Regions from separate parts of the Mus musculus genome. Here region 1 is linked to region 2. The links are chromatin contacts, called in public promoter capture Hi-C maps. All regions are on one chromosome and are shown on one strand. Each heading gives the region's core, a stretch centred on a gene start, on an enhancer-like site or on the middle of the called end of the contact. The rest is flanking DNA. Distances are from core to core; before and after follow the strand shown.

What was found. Promoter capture Hi-C pulls out the DNA fragments that hold promoters and counts their contacts.
Region 1: a promoter capture Hi-C map of stem cell-derived epiblast-like cells shows a contact between it and region 2, with 4 times the contacts expected there. The contact joins the promoter of Ssc4d here to the enhancer-like site in region 2. A contact is called at or near these places in 5 of 39 promoter capture datasets (the 3T3-L1 cell line, hippocampal neurons, liver and 1 more), 12 of 484 Hi-C or Micro-C datasets (the Ba/F3 cell line, the N1E-115 cell line, embryonic stem cells and 2 more), 3 of 115 datasets of contacts at active chromatin or transcription factors (embryonic midbrain, embryonic stem cells and microglia) and 2 of 9 other capture datasets (liver and pancreatic islet).

Annotation. Positions count from the first base shown.
Region 1 is chr5:135,972,764-135,975,845 of GRCm38.p6, reverse strand. It overlaps Ssc4d (scavenger receptor cysteine rich family, 4 domains), which reads left to right and starts at 1,370. Exons shown (of 11, transcript NM_001160366.1): 1 at 1,370-1,584.
Region 2 is chr5:135,799,757-135,802,931 of GRCm38.p6, reverse strand. No RefSeq gene overlaps it. Among named protein-coding and RNA genes, the nearest start is that of Srrm3, 17 kb to the left of the region's middle. Within about 2 kb of position 1,786, at least 21 of the 459 cell types and tissues checked have an H3K27ac peak or open chromatin away from gene starts, as enhancers often do. A contact at or near this core is called in the N1E-115 cell line, rod photoreceptor and stem cell-derived epiblast-like cells, where this site is marked.

The DNA of each region.
Region 1 (3,082 bases), core at 121-2,620, 170 kb before region 2:
ATGGAATACACTAACACACACACACACACACACACACACACACACACGTACACATTAATAACCCTTTAAAGAAAAATATCTGGGTAGTGGTGGTGGCAGCGGGTAGCATGCACCTCTAATCCCAGCACTTGGAGGCAGAGGCAGGTGGATCTGTGTTTGAGGCTAGCCTGGTCTACCGAGTGAGTTCCAGGACAGCCAGGGCTACACAGAGAAAGGAGTCAGTAGTTAGAAGGTTTGATGATCCTAGAAGACCTTAGTCTGGTTCCCAGCACCCACAGGGCATCTCACAACCATTTGTAACTCCAGTCTCAGCAGACAAGACACACATAAACTTATGCATGTACATATACATAAATAAAATATACAGGGAGGGTTAGAGAGATGGCTCAGTGGTTAGAGAAATTGTTGCTATTGCAGAGGACCCAGGTTCTATTCCTAGTGCGTACAGGGCAGCTCACAACTGTCTGCAGTCAGACTCAGGAGCGCCAACGCCCTCCTCTCACCTCCAAAGGCATGAGGCCTGAATGCGATACACAGGCATATATGCAAGCAAAACACTCACAACTGGGGGAAAGTTTTAATTCTAACAAGATTTTGTTCTTCTTGGTGTTTTATTTTTGTTTTGTTTTGTTTTTGAGACAGAGTCTCTATATAGCCTTGGCTGTCCTGGCATTCACTATGTAGATCAGGCTGGCCTCAAACTCACAAAAGATCCACTTGCCTCTGCCTCTCTCTTTTTTTTTTAATATTTATTTATTTATTATATGTCAGTACACTGTAGCTGTCTTAGACACTCCAGAAGAGGCATCCAATCTTGTTACGGATGGTTGTGAGCCACCATGTGGTTGCTGGGATTTGAACTCAGGACCTTTGGGAGAGCAGCCCGTGCTCTTAACCCCTGAGCCATCTCACCAGCCCCTGCCTCTGCCTCTCAAGTGCTGGGATTAAAGGAGTGCTGCACCAAGCCTGGATTTTCGATATTCTGTGGAGTCTGGGGGTTGAACTGAATTTGCCAGGCCTGCGCAGCCATCAACTTCACCCTCTGAGCCACCTGACTTATGCCGATCCTGATAATTCCCCCCTCCCCCACCTTCACCTCTTTATGCTGCGAGAGGGTCTCACTAGGTAGCTGGGGATAACCTTGATCTCGCACTGTAACCCAGGCTGCTTCTCCATCACCAGTGTCTGATGCTCGGCTGTCCTGCACAGGGGTGAGGAACCACTCGGGCTTCTCTGCAACCTGAGCCCAGAGGGGGAGAGATGGCAGGAGGAGGGGCACCTGGCCTCCTAGCTCCTCCTCTTCCTCGGTGCCCTTCCTCCGGGGCTGCTCACCACACTGCGGACCACTTCCACTGTCCCTTAGCCTCTCTGCCCCCAAGGTCAGGTGGGGACAGGCTGGGGCCACCGGCAGCTCCATGGCCAAGGACACTGCCTCTTCTCTCCTTCTAGCTACGGAAAGAAAAGAAGAAAAGTCTGTGCTGATCTGTATCTCGGGGGCCCTTCCCCCTCCTAAAGTCCCTGGAGCAGAGGCAGTGATTGAAACTTGGATTATCTGGAGGGAAAGAACCCAGAACATCCCTACAGGTATGAATGCTTCAGTTGTGTGTGTGTGTGTGTGTGTGTGTGTGTGTGTGTTCTCTCTGTGTAATAACAATTTCCTTTGAAAACCTCCAGAGCCCTTTCTTTAAAAAAAAAAAAATTCTTAATATTGCATTTATTTATTTATGTGTGTGCAGGCATGCACAAGTGACAGTCACAGGGCAACTTGCAAGAGTGTTTTGCCTTCTGACATTTGGGTCCCAGGAATTGAACTTAGGTCATCAGACTTGGCAGCAGTCACCTTTACCTGCTGAGCCAACTCATTGACTACTTCCTGAGACCCCTCTGTTTCATTCTATGACTTCATAGCCACAATTTCACTCAGCCCATCAACAAACATTTTCTGAACATCATATGCCACGTACAACTATTGAATGAGATCTGGCTCTTGTCTTGGAGGTCAGACGGGGGCAGTCATAGCAATAGCTAAGCACATTAGAGCGGGCCAGACACTGGGGAAACCTTTTATAAACATTACCCATTTAATATGGCAACAAGTATAAGGGAAAGAATATGGGACCCTTTTGCCAATAAGAACAAAGGCTTCACAGCTCCTAATCACCTGCCCCACCGGGGCTAAAAGGAATTCTGAGAACATTCAAGAACCCTGGATCAGAAGTTAAGAACACCTACTGCTCTTTCAGAGGACCAGGGTCTGATTCCCAGCAATCAAATGGCGACTTACAGAGCTCTATAACTCTAGTCCAGTGACCTCTTCTGGCCTCCCGAGACACCAGGTACATATATGCTGCCTATATACACCTGCAGGCAAGACACCCGTACTCATAAAACAAGAAAACACATTTTTAAAAAGACCCCTGCAAGACAGATGTGACGTGGCAAGTGCCTTTAATCCTAGCATTCAGGGGTGGAAACGGAAGGGTCGATCTGAGTTCAAGGTCGTCTTTGGCTACTTAAGAGTTTGAAACCATCTCTCAAAAAAAAAACAAACAAACAAGCCATGGCCATTTAGGACAGGGATGAAGCAACCTCTATTGCTGTCCCTGAGAATAGGACAGGAATGAAGTATACGCGCTGAAGGCTGTGGGGCTGAGGCCTTATTCCCTGAGCATGGTGAAAAGAGTCCAGCTAGCTGTCTGGGGTGTGAGTCCCACAGGGGAGAGTGGCTTTCTCTCCAGCTCCTAGGCCGCGGAAGCAAATACCATAGTTACTGGTGAAGCTTTCTGGCAGGGGCCTTGGAGAATAGCCACCGCTCAGGGAGGGAAGGGAACTGGCCGGGGGCGGGGGGACCCTTAGAAGTGGGTGGCCTGGGAGCCCTGGGAAGGCCCAGGAAACTATCCCCACCAGAAAAGATTGGCTGGTAGCTGCCATCCTTCTTACAGTTCTCGGTTCCCGTGTCCCAGCTGTCCCCAGTCAGGGCAGGAGGAACACAAAAGATGATTATTCTGCTGGGGGCTATCCTGGGCTTCCATGAATGGCGCGTTGAAAACCTCGTGTCCACATCCGGATCTGTTTTCACCTC
Region 2 (3,175 bases), core at 537-3,036:
TAGCAGCTGGGGCTGCCTGGGAGTATGTGACCCAGTTTCATCTTCAGCATCTGTCTGCTGGCAGAACAGATTTTAGTCACCTGAGCTCACTGCACACTCCCGCACCCGGCTCTACCACACACGTGACAGACTCACAAGCATCGGACACGTGTCCTCCCTACTCAGCACTTCCGTAGATCTCACACACATTCTCCACCCAGAATACTGGTATATACTCTCACAGCCTCCCAATTCCGCTTTCCTGTATCATGTCCATGAATATGTTTAGACCATCTCCTCGTGCCCAAAAACTCAAGGCTCAGCACCGTACCACATCCTCGTAGCCCCCTTCATACATGATAGGCCAGCTCTACATGCAATGGGCACCCACACGCATGCGCAGTGCTCATCCCCACAGCGGACTGCCGAAACACTTTGCCACCACGTGAAAGATATCTTAAAGACAGTCTCTTTTTTATTGTTTTCTTTTATTAGATTGATTGATTGATTGTGTGTATGCGTGTGGAAGCCAGGACAGCCTGTGGAATTGAGTTCTTTCCTTCCAGCTTGTCAAGTGGTCAGGTTCAGTGGCAACCGTCCCCCTACCCCCACCCCACATGAGCCAGCTTGCCAGCCCAGCTCCTCCTGTTAAGTTTCTATCGAACGTTGTATACTTTGCCCATCCTTGTTACATGGGATGCGCCTCCATGTTACTGACGCAGAATAGATGCTCAGAGAGAGGAAGCAATGCTCTTCGCTCTCCGCAGGAATTCGGAGTGTGGCCATTCACACTAAAGCCCAACACTCAGGAGGAGGAAGAGCGCCATGAATCAGAGGCAAACCTGAGCTGTAGTTTCCCGCTCCCATACACACACACACACACACACACACACACACACACACACACGAGTATAGATGGCAGTCACAGGCAATTGTGCTGTCCAGCGTGGGTGCCAGGATCTAAACTCTGGTCCTCCAGGAGAGCATTTTGCGGTGCCATCTCTCTTCTACATTGTTTACAAGGCAAGAGCTGATGCTGAACTTGGTTGGAGCTCACACGGGGGTCATCCTGGCTCCACTTCCTCAGTGCTAGGTTAGGCGAGTGTCACCAGGACTGGCCCTTAGCCTTTCCGAGGATCTGAACTCAGGTCACTAAGCTTATGCAGCAAATGCTTGCCCAACAGAGTTGATGCCTCAGCCCCCACCCACGTTGATGCTGATAACCCTCAAGTTTCTTTCTCGGGGTGAGTGACACTCCTTAGGGGCCTCCCTCACATGGTGGGATAGCTAGCGGGGTGGAAAAGCCAGACAAGGACATCTAGAGTTTACTCTACATGGGCAGCAGCCGTGGTGTGGAGAGACCCTGATGCGCCTACTTCTGATTCGCCAGTGCAGGAGTTATAGCTGTGGACCACCACCCACCATGCCTGGTTTTACCCTCTGCTGGGGCTATAAGCCGGGGGGCTTCGTGAATTCTAGGCAAGCGCTACCAACTGAGCCTCTTTTCTTTGTAAGTTAATTCCCTCAGATATTTTGTTATAGTGCTAAACAACTGCACATATATACACACAGGCATCACATGCATACTTCATACCATACACACACACACATACCACATATCACACACACACAGAGAGATACACACAGACTACACTCACAAGTATCACTCAGCACACACAGAGAATCTCTCTCCACCCCCAAGCCTGAGAAAAGAACAAGGGCAATCCCCCTGCCTGGGCCCAGCCAGGCAGCCTCCCTCTGGCTGAAGCTAGAGCACAGTTAACCTAATTACCATCCTGGGACTGCCTGGTGCACAGCTCAGCTCCCCGCCCGGCTGGGAGCATATTAAAACCAGCAGGAGTCGGGGAGGGAGGGAGCCAGAGGAAAGAAGCTATTTTTAGGTAGCAGGTGGGTTTGTAACAGGGCTGGCTGGTTGAGAGGGGAGGGGCTGGACGTCGTGATGGGGCCGAGGTCAGGGCACAGGGTAATCTGAAGAAGATCTGTTGAAACTAAATGGGGACCAGGGCAGCTATGGTCTCCCCAGGGAAGTGGAGAGGGGCCAAGAGTTGAGAGAAGAGACTTGGTTGGTTCTGAGACAGAGCTGTGCCTGCTGGGGTTGGGGACCGAGACAAACCACCCTCAAGGGTCGCTAGAGCAGGGAAGAGCAGAAATTACTCAAATAGACGGAAGAAGGTGTGATTTGATAGCCCACCGGTGGCCTAACACAGATAGTTACCCAGACACACAGACAGGCAGACATACACAGGCACACACATACAGACACAGACAGACACACACACACACACAAGATGGACATACATACACACAAACATGGAGTAGAGATGCAACATCTTGTCCCCAGTCTCCAAGATAGGAGTGTGACCACCTGGGGCTCACCAGCTACTCCAGGAGTGGCTGGTTTTCCCTGTTCAGGCCTTGATCTGGGGACAGCCCCTTTCTGTCCCCCTATCAAGGGTCACTAAGATCCTGAGCCCCAGCAAGGAGCACAGTGAAACACACACACACACACACACACACACACACACACACACACAAGACATGAGAACTTGGTTGAACCAACAACCCCCAAAATGTGAAGGTTTTGTGTTCAAGGCTCACTCAAGTTCAAGGGGTGAGTGGTGACCGGGGAACTGGGAAATTCCCAAGATGTCTAGCACATGACCTTGAACTTCCCAAAGCTACAGGGCACCTTGTCAGAAGTAGAGGACGCCCCACAGTAAGAGAGCCTTGGGTTCAAATTTCAGCTCCCCTTACCTGCCATGTGAGTCTGAACTGTCTCTCAGGCATGGAGTCCCTTGCCCGGAGAGTGGAGTTTGGATAGTTGTGATGAGAGTTAAAAGAAGCCCATCTGGAGCTGGAGAGATGGCTCAGCCATTAAGAGCACTTGCTAGTCTTCTAAGGATCAGAGTTTATTCCTGAGCACCAACCCGGATGGCTCACAACTGCCTGTAACTCCAGCTCCGGGGGAATCTGATGCCCTCTTCTGGCCTCTGTGGGTACTGCACTCACAGAGATGCACGCATGTAAATTTAAAATAATAATAATAACAACAACAATAATAATAATAATAAACCTTTGTTAAAAAAGAAAGCTGATGCTGTGCATGGTGGTATGCACTGGTATGCACATTTGATCCTAGCACTCAGGAAGCAGAGGCAGGAGGATATCTATAAGT